2 separate regions of the Ovis aries genome follow, and region 2 is linked to region 1. The links are chromatin contacts, called in public Hi-C maps. All regions are on one chromosome and are shown on one strand. The core of a region is the stretch at or near the end of the contact, and the rest is flanking DNA. Distances in the headings are between cores, read along the strand shown.

The links. Hi-C and Micro-C count contacts between places; a contact is called where the count stands out from the background.
Region 2: a Hi-C map of blood shows a contact between it and region 1, with 2.3 times the contacts expected there. The contact joins the promoter of ZNF41 here to the enhancer-like site in region 1.

Annotation. Positions count from the first base shown.
Region 1 is chrX:57,326,113-57,332,894 of ARS-UI_Ramb_v3.0, forward strand. The region is part of intron 1 of ZNF81 (zinc finger protein 81); the gene reads right to left. Among named protein-coding and RNA genes, the nearest start is that of ZNF41, 50 kb to the right of the region's middle. Within about 2 kb of position 3,004, at least 37 of the 54 cell types and tissues checked have an H3K27ac peak or open chromatin away from gene starts, as enhancers often do.
Region 2 is chrX:57,374,017-57,380,789 of ARS-UI_Ramb_v3.0, forward strand. ZNF41 (zinc finger protein 41) reads left to right here and starts at 5,314. Exons shown (of 6, transcript XM_004023243.6): 1 at 5,314-5,406. All of the region lies in intron 1 of ZNF81 (zinc finger protein 81), which reads right to left.

The DNA of each region.
Region 1 (6,782 bases), core at 1,754-4,253:
TCTCTCTCTCTCTTTCCCTCCTCCAGCCCTTTCAAACTTTGTTTCTAGACCCCCGTCTTTCTCCTTCTCTATCCCTTTCTTCCTTCCTCCCATCCACGCACCCGTCTTCCTTCCTTCCCTCCTTCTGACCTAAGTGAAGAGATCAGCGCTCCTTAGGCCCCCTGGGTAGCTCAGGGTTGCATTGTTGTGTGAAAGAGCACAGTCAGGTTGGGAGGATAAAGCTTGAGCCAGGGGATTCTGCAGTCTCTGCCTCCTGTTTCCCAACATCCACTTCGCTCCTTATGTTGGAAAACCTCATGCGAGAGTGAAACTTTTTTTTTTTTCTGGGAAGGGGAGGTAGTTGGCTGAATTTGAGCTAGACACAGGGGCTTGGGAGGCTGCCAAAGTAAGGTGAGGGACCACTGGGGCAGGAGGGTGAGGGCCTGAGAACCTCTCAGAGAACAAGCAGAGGCCCCCACAGCAATCCTCACCCTTGAGGAGAGCCCTTGAATGACAGGAGAGTGTGCTGGCCTGACTCATTTGGTCACCTCCTATGCTCCCTCATTTCTAGAAGCCCTTTCCAGAGCTGAAAGGGGCATGACATCCCTTGGGAAACTTGCCACAGTATTAGGAGCCAGAACAAGACTCCTAGCCTATACCTACAGATAGCACCCATGGGCCTGCTTTCTGACAGAATTTATCTCAGGGAGAGGGAAAAGTAGCAACAAAGCACTTATTTGACACCAAGTAGTATGCCGGACACCACGCTGGCTGCTTTTCTCTAGCCTAACTTCAAATTCACAGGACGCTTATGTGGGATAGGTGTACCTGCCTCCCCACAGCTCTTGCCTTAATTCATATCATCATCCCTTCTCATCTGTATTACAGTTTTCATTTCCTAAACCATTCTCTTTGCTTCCAGACTTTTGGTTTGCTTTGTCTTTATAGAGAAAGTTACAATATTTCAAACTTTTTTCAAACACATCTATGGTGACAAAGAACACCAACAAGTGACAGGTACATTTGTTAATGTCAGGATCAAAGGCCAAGAGCAAGCTTGAGAGAGGCTGCCAGTCCGTGCCCCTTCCTCCCCCTTACACCTGGCTGTCACTTTTGACAGCGGTTAAACACAGGCAGGGAACAAAATCACTTTCAAGAAAGCTGAGCTCCGCCTCATTGCCAAGAAGTCCTTTAGCTTCTGAAGAAAAGCAGACATTGGAGAAGCCAAACTGCTCCCTGCCCTTGGCCTGCTCCATCCACAGTTCCACAGTCACCCAGGTCCTGGCTGGGACTTGGAACAGAGGAAAAACCAGGAGGGCACTCTCCACTCTGCCATACTGAGAAGCTGGAGAGTCTGCGAGTCACTGACCCCATGAGACTCCCACAGTAACAGGTGGAACTTTGGGTGGTTACCGTCTTCTTCTGGGGGAAGAAGTCGTTCAAGAAAGAACAGCAACTTGCTTCACACCAGGCTCAGGTCAAATACTTTGACAGAAATCTTAACCCATGACTAACCATCAACTTTTGGGCTTCTGTGATCATCTCTGCATTGTCCAATTTTTGCAAGAGTTCTGCTAAGTCAATTTAGCCAGAATCCCCCATTCTTTGTATCTGATCACCCCAGATAGCTGATGTGGTTCCCCATCCTCCACCATCTCCCAGGTGATGTCTGATCACCCTTGCTGCCCTCACCAAGAATCCCGTTAGATGGATTTAACTAGAATCCCACCTTACCCCTAGATATTTCATTTTAGTTATTTTCCACCCACAGATATACCCATACCCCCACTGCTCCTTGGTGATAATTTTCACTTGCTCATTCTATATTCCAGAGAAGGAAATGGCAACCCACTCCAGTATTCTTGCCTGGAGAATCCCAGAAACGGAGGAGCCTGGTGGGCAGCTGTCTATGGGGTCGCACAGAGTCAGACACGGCTGAAGTGATTTAGCAGCAGCAGCATTCTATATTCAAAATTAAATCTGGTACTATATAGAGGTCTCTTTTTCCCTCTTGCAGTAGTCTTGAATTAAATCTGTTTTTAATGCTTTAACTGAAGCCCCTGTTGGCTCGGAAGTTAAAGAATCTGCCTGTAATTCAGGAGACCTGGGTTCAGTCCCTGAGTGGGGAAGATCCCCCGGAGAAGGGAATGGCTACCCATTCCAGTTATTCTTGCTTGGAGAATTCCATGGGCAGAGGAGCCTGGTGGGCTACGGCCAAGGAGTCGCAAAGAGCAACTAACACTTTCCTACTTTAACTACTGTCCACTGTGCTTAGTCACTCAGCTGTGTCCAACTCTTTGCAACCCCAGGGACTGTAGCCAGGGACTGTAGCCCGCCCGGCTCCTCTGTCCATGGTATCCTCCAGGCAAGAATACTGAAGTGGGTTGCTATGCCCTTCTCCAGGGGATCTTCCCTACCCAGGGATCAAACTTGGATCTCCTCCATTGCAGGCAGATTCTTTACCGCTGAACCACCAGGGAAGTCCGACTGCTGTCCAGCTCTGCTTTATGTTTGACAATGGCAGGTCCCACCTCAGAGACCCCATGCCTCTGGCCCTTGTGTCCCACTTCCTGTGTCCGCGGGAGGGCCTGTTGGGGCCAGGGCGGTGCAGTCCCCATTATACCCTGGGTTTGATCCTTTACGGCATCTCCTCCGGGGACTACAGAGAGCAAGAAACCAGGAACCGCTAGGAGGCGCCACGAGCCCTGTGGCAAGCAGCCTCCGCTCAAGATCTGTGCTCTCCCGAGCTGGGAAGGGCTTGGGCCCCGTTGCCAGCGGTTCCCTCCCACCCGGGCACCATCTCTGCCTGCTCCTTTGGGTCTAACGACGGTAGCTAGTTCCGCAAGGGGCTCCTCCAGTTGGGAGCCTTAAATTAATAAGCGGAAGACTGGAGAGGGACACGGAAGGGAGGGAAAGACAAGGGATGTAGAAGCAAAATGGAGGAGGCACGGGCTAAGGGAACGAGCACTAAGAACAGCAGCCCTTTGCAGACTCACAACGCGGACGGCAGGGGGCACCAGAGACCGCCCAAAGCCAAAGCTAAGCGCTACTGCCACAAGGCCCCCGCCCGGTTCTGCGCAGTACCGGGGCCTGTCCTGGGCTTTCAGGCTCTTGGTGGCTCCGCCCCTATCCGCAGCCGCTGCCCTGGTGACTGTCGTGCGCACTGCGGTCTCCGCTCCCCGGGACCACGGTTCTTAAGAAGGAGGAATAACCCTCCTCCCTTGCTCTGCCCCTCCTCCTCACCCCCGCCTCTTCCATCTTCTCATCCATCTTCTCTGTATTTATCTTTTTTTGTTTTATAGATAATGCATGCATAGATAAAGATATGTATGTGTGGAGATATTTATCCAAGCATTATTCGTAAAAAGGGAAACATTTGGAATCACAGTTGCCGAATAATCAATTAAGGAAACCAAAGGTAGACGGTCTCTCTAAAAATATTACTGAAACGCTAAAACAGTCGTCTGTCAGGACCATGTAACATCATGGAAAAATGACTTCCATATAATAGTAAGGTGAAAGAAATGAATCACCATGGTAAAATGTTAGCTGTACACAGAAAGGGAATGACAACCAAAACTCCTCCAAAGTATGAATAATGGTTTTCTACAGGTACAGTAATGCTTTTACAGATCTTTCACATTCCTACAGTATGTATAAATTCACACAAAAAGAAAATGAAACCTTTTTTTACAAATAAAGGAAGCAAGCTACATCCGGCTCTGTGTCTGGGCAGGAGGGGGAGCCTGGGCAAGGCTTGAGTTGGGTATGAGGGCTTCTCAGTGACTCCTTGTCAGCTCCCCCACCCCAACAGTTCCTTGGATCTACCCGTACCCATCTCTGCAACCGTAGTTTTCTGCTCCCTTTCCACTGTGCCCAGGAATCCCTACCTTAAGATCTCCACCTCCTACACACCCCAACCACACCCACCCAAACTGAAAATCTTACTCTGTAGGCTTCTTGAAATAATCTCCTGTTAACATTTCTCGGTTCAAAATATTTAAGAATCTCTCAATTGATCTACTGAGTTGAAGAAATTTATCCATGCTTGGCTTTGAAAATGCTCACATTTTGGCCTTGCTTTTCCATCCGCATGTGTATTAGACAAAGAGGGGGTCAGCTTTCCATCCCTTAATTCCTCCTCGCCTCACTGATGGTGCTCAGCGATCCATGCCCCTGGGCCTTGAGCCCTGAGCCCTGATGGGCAGTACAAAGTACCTGCGTGTGTTAACAGAGGCCTTCAGTGTAATAGACGGGATTGAAGTTAAAAGACAAGTAAATGGTATATAACTAGTTGCCTGAGTGGCAAATTCAAGTTTTGCTATTTTGTAACTTTCTGGAATATTTTACCAAACACACACACACACACATATTGGCTGCACCCTGCAACATGTGGTGGGATCTTAGTTCCCAGACTAGGAATTGAACCTGTGCCCTCTGCAGTGGAAGCACGGATTCCTAACCACTGGACCATCAGGGAATTCCCTCAAATATTGTCAGTTTTGGGGTGTGGAATCTGCAGATGTGGAGAGTCAACTGTACATCTTTATGGAATACAATATACATTAAATGGCCATGAGTATGTTAAAATATCAGCAAAGTAACCAGCAAGGTTTTAAAATACACATTGAATATCAAAGTGTACAATCCACTTTATCATCATTTTCTGGCACTGCCAAGGCTATAGCTCCTAAAAGTAAATTCCATTTGAGTATATCAGGCCTAGGATGGCAGATAAGGAATTTGGATTCAGTCCTGGCTCAGTGCTCCGCACAAGGGTACAGAAAGACAAACAGCATCTTGTGTCCAGATATGAAGGAGTGCTCTGTCTTAACCCTTCTAGACCACTGGGGCAGGCAAAGGCTATGCCTGGGACCTTATTTAAGCTCTGGCTGCAGTAGGGCAGAGACAGAGCTCCTGACTGAACTACTGAACTTCTGGAAGAGCCTCCTTTCCCCCCAGCACATCTGAGCTTCCTGGTGGATGGGGTGAAAGTAACCCCAAAATAAATTGGGGGAGTGGCAGTGAGAAACAGAAGCCATTCCTATTCTGTTGCCCTCATTCCCCTTTTCCCTAATCAGATCCTCTCCCTCATGTTCTCTGCACCTGACATGTCCTTCTCTTCCAGCTTGTCACTGTGACTGGAATAAACGGAGGGATGAGTCAGGACCTGGCAGTGCCCAAGGAGCTGGAAGGGAGGGGCTAGGTCTCTGGCACTAACACTTCCTCTTACCAATTCGACCCCTGCCTTCAACAGCTAGATAGGTGGCTGGGAGGAGGGGACCCAGTGGTCGAGAATCAACATTGGTCATTTTTTCTCCTCCCCTCAGCTTTCTTTGGCTGATATTTCTGCCCTATGTCCCAGGCTGACCTGACACTCAGTCCCAATGTCCCAGCCCCACCAGGACCTCTGTCCCCACCCTATCCACTGCATGCCAAATTCTGATCCAGAATATTATTAGGATGTGGAACATGTATCTCAGAATCTACAACACATGGCTTTTCTCGAATTGTCGAAGTTAAGATTGAAATGGTTCTTTTGAGGCCCATCTGTTTAAAGGGGCTTCTCAGGTGGCACTCTTGCCAATGCAGGAAATACGAGACATGGGTTGGATCCCTGGAGGAGGGCACAGCAACCCACTCCAGTATTCTTGCCTGGAAAATTCCATGGATAGAGGAGCCTGGAAGGCTACAGTTCATGGGCCCCCAAGGAGTCGGACACAACTGAAGTGACTTAGCATGCACGAATCTGTTTAAAAGAAGGAATCTAACATACATCTGATCATTGTTATGTCCTTTCCCAACCCTGTTTGTTATCATTTTAAACATAATCTAGGGCTTATGGTTCATACAGTTATCAATATACTATGTAACAATTTTGTATAATAATCTTTCAATCATGTTTTGGCATTTGGTTTTTAATTGGGTTTAGAATTTTATAAACCATGATTATGTCTAACCTGCTTCAGGCTTCATTGCCAGAACCTGCCAGGAGCAGCACTCTTCTGTAGAAAGATTTTGCAAGCCATTTAAAAATGAAATTTCTTGTAGCCACTTTATAAAAAGTAAAAAGAAACAAGTGAAATTAATTTTAAGAATACATTTCATTTAACCCAGTATGTCCTAAATTATATCATTTTAGCATATGAAGAATCTGAAGTTATTAAGGAGATATATGCATTCTTTTTTTATACTAGAATCATTGAAATCCTGTGTGTAGTTTGCATTTCTCAATTCCTGTAACTAGTGGCTACTGTATAGGACAGTGCAAGTCTGTGAATTCTCCATTTTTTCATAAACAGAGTGAGGAATCTTGCATTAATGTAACTTGAAGATGAAGTATTGGCACACTATTTTCAACTATGACCTCTTAGAGAATAAGCATATCATAGAGCCAAGGTAGTTCCAGTTTTTCTTTCATACAGTGTGTTGAAACAGAATAGCCGCTGTTTATGAACTATGTCAACTATACCTAATCTTTGTATTACTCATCTTAATAACAACAATCACTTATTAAGCATTCACTTCATCCCAGCTTATGTGTGTTTTATGGGATTTCTGGAAGCACATTGTTAACACGTGGCTCTGGAGGCACACTGCCTGTGGATTAATTTTTTATTGAAGCATAGTTGATTTACAGTGCATTAGTTTAAGGTGTACAGCAAAGTGATTCAGTTATATATATATATATATTTATAAAACTGAATATATATTTATTCTCTTTCAGATTCTTTTCCCATAGGTTATTACAAAATACTGAATTTAGTTCCCTATGCTATACATTAGGTCCTTATTGATTTTCT
Region 2 (6,773 bases), core at 4,064-6,563, 50 kb after region 1:
CCATGTGATCAGATTGGCTAGTTTTCTGTGATTGTGGTTTCAGTCTGTCTGCCCTCTGATGGAGAAGGATAAGAGGCTTATGGATGCTTCCTGATGGGAGAGACTGACTGAGGGGGAAACTGGGTCTTGTCTGATTGGTGGAGCCATGCTCAGTAAATCTTTAATCCAGTTTTCTGTTGATGGATGGAGCTGTGTTCCCTCCTTGTTATTTACCTGAGGCCAAACTGTGGTGGCCCCTAAGACTTCCCTGGTGGCTCTGATGGTAAAGTGTCTGCCTATAATCTGGGAGACCCAGGTTTCATCCCTAGGTTGGGAAGAGCCTCTGGAGAAGGAAATGGCAACCCATTCCAGTACTCTTGTCTGGAAAATCCTGCGGATAGAGTAGCCTGGTGAGCTACAGTCCATGGAGGTCGCACACAACTGAGCAACTTCACTTTCACTTTTTCACTTTCATTGCAAACTGTGGTGGAGGTAATGAAGATAATGGTGACCTCCTTCAAAAGGCCCCATGCACTCACTGCTACACTCAGTGCCCCCAACCCTGCAGCAGGCCACCACTGACCCACGCCTTAGCTGGAGACTCCTGGACACTCCTGGGCAAGTCTGGGTCAGTCTCTTGTGAGGTCACTGCACCTTTCTCCTAGATCCTGGTGTGCACAAGGTTCTGTTTGAGCCCTCCAAGAGTCTATTTCCCAGTCCTGTGTAAGTTCTGGCAGCTCTATATTGGGGTTAATGGCGACCTCCTCCGAGAGGGCATATATCATATCCAAGTCTGCTGCACCCAGAGCCCCTGCCCCTGAAGCAGTCAACTGCTGAGCTGTACCTCCACAGGAGATGCTCAAACACAGTTCTGTCTCAGTCTCTGTGGGGTCTCTGGGTCCTGGTGCAGACAAGGTTTGTTTGAGCCCTCTGAGCGTTTCTGGCTGGAATGGGGTTTGATTCTAAATGCACATTCGCCCCTCCTACTGTTTTGCTGGGGCGTCTCCTTTGCCTTTGGATGTGGGGTATCTCCTCAAATTCATAATAAAAAGCATTAACTCTTTCCGAAGTATAATATTGATATAATATAGTTCCAATCAGAACTACAATAGTTTTGTTTTGTGGAGGGTCTTTTTTTTTGAGGAGTGGTAGTATTCAATTTTAAACTTTATAAAATGATTTTAAACTTCAAAGTTTCTAGAAAAAGTAAATCTGTGAGAACAAAAATCTTTTGAAATCATATAGATTACAGAGACATGATAGAGTTCAGGTTAAGCTAAATGTATTTGTGAACTTATATGACAGAAATGACATTTAATTCAGGGGCTTGTGAGTAATGTGTTCCATAAATGGTGCCAGCTGATAATGTTGAATTTTACCTGAGCCCCGTGATCCTGGTAAATAGTGAAGGTTAAGAAATTCCCTTACTCTTTTGTGTTCTTCTGTGTTACTCTTTGCTTACAGCAAAGATCCCCCCTTCCCTGTATGACTTTGGACTCACAGACACCACTTGTTTGTTGATAACATGGCCAGACACAGACCCTCCAAATTCTCATTCTTTTTCCCCATAAACATTGATTAAACACAACAAAATGCTTATTAGTCGAACTTTAGCCAAGCTTCTCTCTTTCCTACAGGTTCCTGAACTCTGCTTGCCCTCAAGACTGAGGAAGCTCAGAAAAAATGTGGAACATGCCCTTTTCTCAGCATCTCCTGAGAACTGGCTGACCACAGTGGACACTCTCCTGTCAGATCCCATTGGTCATTTCCCTGATTGTGCAGGTTCTCTTCCACAGAGTCTGCTTATCTCGGCTTGCCTCCTCCTTATCCTATCTATAAAAGAAAAGCCTTCTTCTGTTTGGTTTTGAGATGCTTGCAGATTTCTGAGATGGGGATTCTTCCCCTATTTGCAATAGCCTTTTCTTTCTAGTCTCTCCCTATCCAAGGCTGGATTTGTTTCTATTTGATGCAGCAACAATGAAGCTTGATCTTAATCTCATACCACACATCAGAGTCAATTTCAACTAGATTACAGGTATAAATAGAACATTTCAAAACACAAGTGAAATAAATGTTAAGACTATCTTTTTAGGAGTACTTGGAATGGAGAAGGGGTCTGTGCAAGGCAGGAAACACAGAAGCCAGAAAAGAAAGCTTTTTTTTAAAAAAATGTTTATTTTTGGCTGCCCTGGGTCTTTGTTGCTGTGCTTTCTGTAGTTGTGTTGAGTGGAGACCACTCCTATTGCAGTGTGTGGGCTTCTCATTGCAGTGGCTTCTCTTCTTGTGAAGCATGGGCTCTGGGTGCATGGGCTCAGTAGTTGTGGTGCATGAGCTTAGTTGCTCCATAGCATGTGGAATCTTCCTGAACCAGGGATCAAACCCATGTCTCCTGCAGGCAGATTCTTAACCACTGGACCACCAGGGAAGTCCAAGAAAGCTTATTTTTGATGAAAGAATACATTTGTCTAATTATAGATAAAAGGACACCTACAAAATGCAAAGGACAAAATGAGTTGGGGGAAAATATTGCAATGTAACAAATATCTCTAGTTTACAAAGAGCTCTTACAAATTGATAAGAAAAAGACAAATCACTGCAAAGAAAACTTAACAAAGGCTAGGAAGATTTGCAAAGAGAAAAAGCTAAATTGTCAACAAACAGAAAAAGAGCCTCAGTTTCACAAGTGGTCAGGGTAGTGCAAGTTAAAGCAGTTAAATTACCCCTCAGATTGGCAAAAATTAGAGCATCAACATTCAGTGCTAAAGATTTGCGTTGGTGGACTCATACTGTGCTGGTGGGAGTAGGAAATGCTAAAATATTTTGGGGAAGTGATTTGGCTGTATCTATTCAACAACACAATACCCTTGGATTTAATAGTAAAACTTCAAAATACAGGAAGCAAAAATTGACTGGTGCAATGAAAATCTGACTTACCAGTACAGTGGGAGATCTCTCTCACTAACTCAGAGAGCAAGCAGAAGAAAATCATCAGGAAGAACATACACATTTTAAATAGCTCAAGGGCTTCCCTGGTGGTGCTAGTGGTAAAGAATCTGTCTGCCGATGCAGGAGACACAGGAGACGCTGGTTCAATCCCTGTGTCAAGAAGATCCCCTGGAGAAGGAAATGGCTACTCCAGTATCCATTTGGCAATTCCAGTATCCTTGCCTGGAGAATTCCATTGACAGAGGAGCCTGGCAGGCTGCACAGTCCATGAGGTCGTATAGAGTTGGACACAACTGAGCAACTAACACCATGTCGACTAAAAAAGTACAGTCACAATCTGAAAGTAGAGGGTTATTTTGTTTGGTGGGAATGTTTAGGACTCTGAGACAGGGAGACAGCATCTCAGTAGCTCCGAGAAAACTGCTCCAAGGAGGCAAGAAAGGAAGTCAGGCTATATGCAAGTTTGCAACAAAGGGAGCAGATAGTCTGAACACCACATATCAGGTATCAAGTTAAGGAATTTAGCCTTCTATGTATGGGAAGATGCAAGCTTCTGGGCTCACCGAGTTCATTCCTTTCACGTGCACCTCAGCTATTTGGGGCCAATCTGTTTCCTTGTTCACCTTGCCTCTTGTATTTCTCCAGCTCCTCAGCAATCACTATGGGGGGTGGCAACGCCCACTGGATGGCAGTTTTGGGAGCGATCATTCACATTTGGAGGCCAGAAGTAGCTGATGGCTCTGACATTGTAGAAGGCAGTGGCAACCCACTCCAGTACTCTTGCCTGGAAAATCCCATGGATGGAGGAGCCTGGTAGGCTGCAGTCGATGGGGTCCCTAAGAGTCGGACACGGCTGAGTGACTTCACTTTCACTTTTCACTTTCATGCATTGGAAAAGGAAATGGCAACCCACTCCAGTGTTCTTGCCTGGAGAATCCCGAGGATGTCAGAGCCTGGTGGGATGCCATCTATGGGGTCGCACAGAGTAGGACACGACTGAAGCAACTTAGCAGCAGCAGCAGCAGTGACATTGTCGTAGCCTCGCATTCCTGGAAGCAAACTCACTCAGAAGGACAATGCAGATAGTGGAGTGCAATTTATTACAAAAGCGGACCCAAGGCTGAGTCTCCTCTTAGCCAAAGACCCCGACTAGTTTTTGTGAAAACCTTATACACCCTAAGTGTACATGTTCAAACCCACCTCCTCAAATTCTCTGAAACTAGTCTGAACAAATGAAAAGAAAGATACAAAGTTAACCAATGATTCGTATGCCTTAAGCATAGGTAGTTAACAGTGGATGATTATCAATAGGCCTGTGGTCATACCCCAACAAGCATAATAGAATTTATGATTCTATTTGGTTACACAAATAATTAGGGTATTCTTTTAGCTGACAGAGAGTCTAGGTAGGAGCCCTGGGGCTCTTCCACCCCCGGGGTCTGGTTTTCTATTTGTATGTCATTTCCATAGATACTGGGCATATAACTCAGAGTCCACAGTCCGGCCCAAGATGGAGCCTGTTCTCTTTCCTCCTTCAACATTTCTTTTATTAATATGGCAGGAGATTTTTCATTTCACAACTAACACACACACTAACAAGCTCAAACCAATAAACACATATGCTAAACCCAACAGCTGGAAAATACAGTCTTTTCCATCAAGTAATGAAACATTGCCGAAAACTGGGTCCCATACTTGAGGCTCAAGGCAAGTTTGAGTCTTGGAGAAGTTTTGCAAGTTTGACACTGGATTTCTAAATAATCCTTGGGTCAAAAGGGGGAAACAGTTACAAATTAGCACTTGAAACTGAATACTAATGAAAATGTATCAAATCAAAACTTGGAACTTGGGGCTTTCCTGATGGTCTAGTGGTTAATAATCTACCTGCCAATGCAGCGGAAACCGGCTCCAAGATCCTACATTCTGAGGAGCAACCAAGCCCCTGTGCCACTATTGAGCCAAAGCTCCGTGACTACTGAAGCCTGGTGCCTAGAGCCCGGGCTCCCAGAGAAGCCACCTCAATAAGCCGACTCGCCACAACTAGAGAAAACCCGCAGCAGCAAGGAAGAAAACCAGCGCAGTCCAATATTAAATAAATCTTAAAAAACAAAGAAAAAAACCTTGAAACCTTGGCTATTCAGAAGAGAGCTTTAGCCTTCATGCTTATATAAGGAAATAGGGAAGCCTGAGTACTCGAGTTTTTTCTTGTTTTAATGGATGAAATGTCCCATTACTGATGTCACAAGCCCCCCCCCCGCCCCCCCCCACACACACCACTGCTGCGTGCACAGATACTTGGTTTCTGGCATTCAACCACCTCAGCTCCCCGCGCCCACAGTGGTTAAACTCTCGCTGCGGGCGACTTCCGCTTCCTGGCCTAAATTTGACACGTATTATTCCCCCCGTGGCAAATACCCAGGGTCGGTGACAGCCAGAGCTGGGCGATGCCCCCAGCCGACGGGTGGACAGAGGCGCCGTCAGGTGGGCACCCAGCGGCGCCCGGGGCTCTGCCGCCGCGAGCCGCCTGCACGGATCAGGGGCCTTTCCGCACCTGGGGAAGTGGAGCGGGGGTGGGGGCCGGGGAGGGGGCGCCAGTGTCAGGCCAGTGGCTTGGAGGTGTCTTTCTAGCTAGGATAGGGGAGGGGGCAGGGGGAGTTACTACGTGTGAAGATGCCTCGGCCCCTGGGGATACGGCCGGAGGGCGGGGCCCCGGGACCCAGAGAAGGGAAGACACCAGGCCTATGCTTGGGGTAACGGCGGAGGATGCGGCGCAGGAGGGAAGAGTCTGGGAGCCGCAGCCCGACCTTCTGGGCCGGATCGGCTCCCAGGAAACCCCGCCGAGGCAGGTCTGACGAGGGACCGCTGGTGCCGCAGCCGCAGAGATGCCCACCCTCCCAAGATGGCGACTCCCGGAGAGACACTCCCAAGAGGACAGCCATGTTAGTGGTCTGACAAAGTCACTAAAGAAAATTGGAAAGCCCGCCTCTCCTCTGACACACACAGACACGCGCACGCACTGACACCTCGTGAGTGCACCGGGTGTAATTGGGGTGGACGGCGGCTTCGGCGTCGACACTGAGCATGTGCAGTGTGAAATCCAGAAACGTCAGCGTCCCACAGAGGCAGTTTCAACACTTTGGGCTCTGGGGCTGAGTTTAATTGAGATGGCGATTTAGCAGCAGTAAAGCATTGACATAATTATGGGGGGCGTTAGGACATGGCTTTCTTGCTCAGTGATGGTACTCTGTGGGGTGAGTAATGGGGCTTCTCTGGAGTCTGTGAGGTGGTGCATAGAGCGACACAGGGGTTTGTGGGTGAATGATGGAGGCAGTAGGGAAAGTAATAAGCAGTCTGTGTGCTGAATTTTGGGGAATCTGTGCGGTCAGTGATACAGAATCTATAGGGTGAGCAGGGGGCATTGATGAGGTGAGCGATGAGCCTCCTTGGAGGCCACTGATGGGGTAAGTGACTGGGTCTGTGGGATAAGCAGTGGAAGTCTATGGAGTGAGTGATCAGGGGTAAGTAGAGTAAGGAATGGGGACTGTAGTGTGAGTGATCCGATGTCAGAGATGTGATTCGAGCTCTGTGAGGTTAGTGCTTGGAGGTCCTGTGTCGCGAATCATGGGCCTTCTGTCAGGCGTCATGGGGATTACTGAGGTTATGTGATGGAGCTGTCTGTGAGGTAAATGATGAGGTTCAGTGATGTGAGTGATGAGGATCTTTTGGAGAGTAATGGGTGGTCTGTAGAGTGAATGGTAGAGAGCCTGTGAGGTGAGGATTGCAGAATGAGCGAGTGAGAGAGTTTTTGAGGTGAGTGATGAGGGCCGTGGGATGAGTGTTGCAGCGTC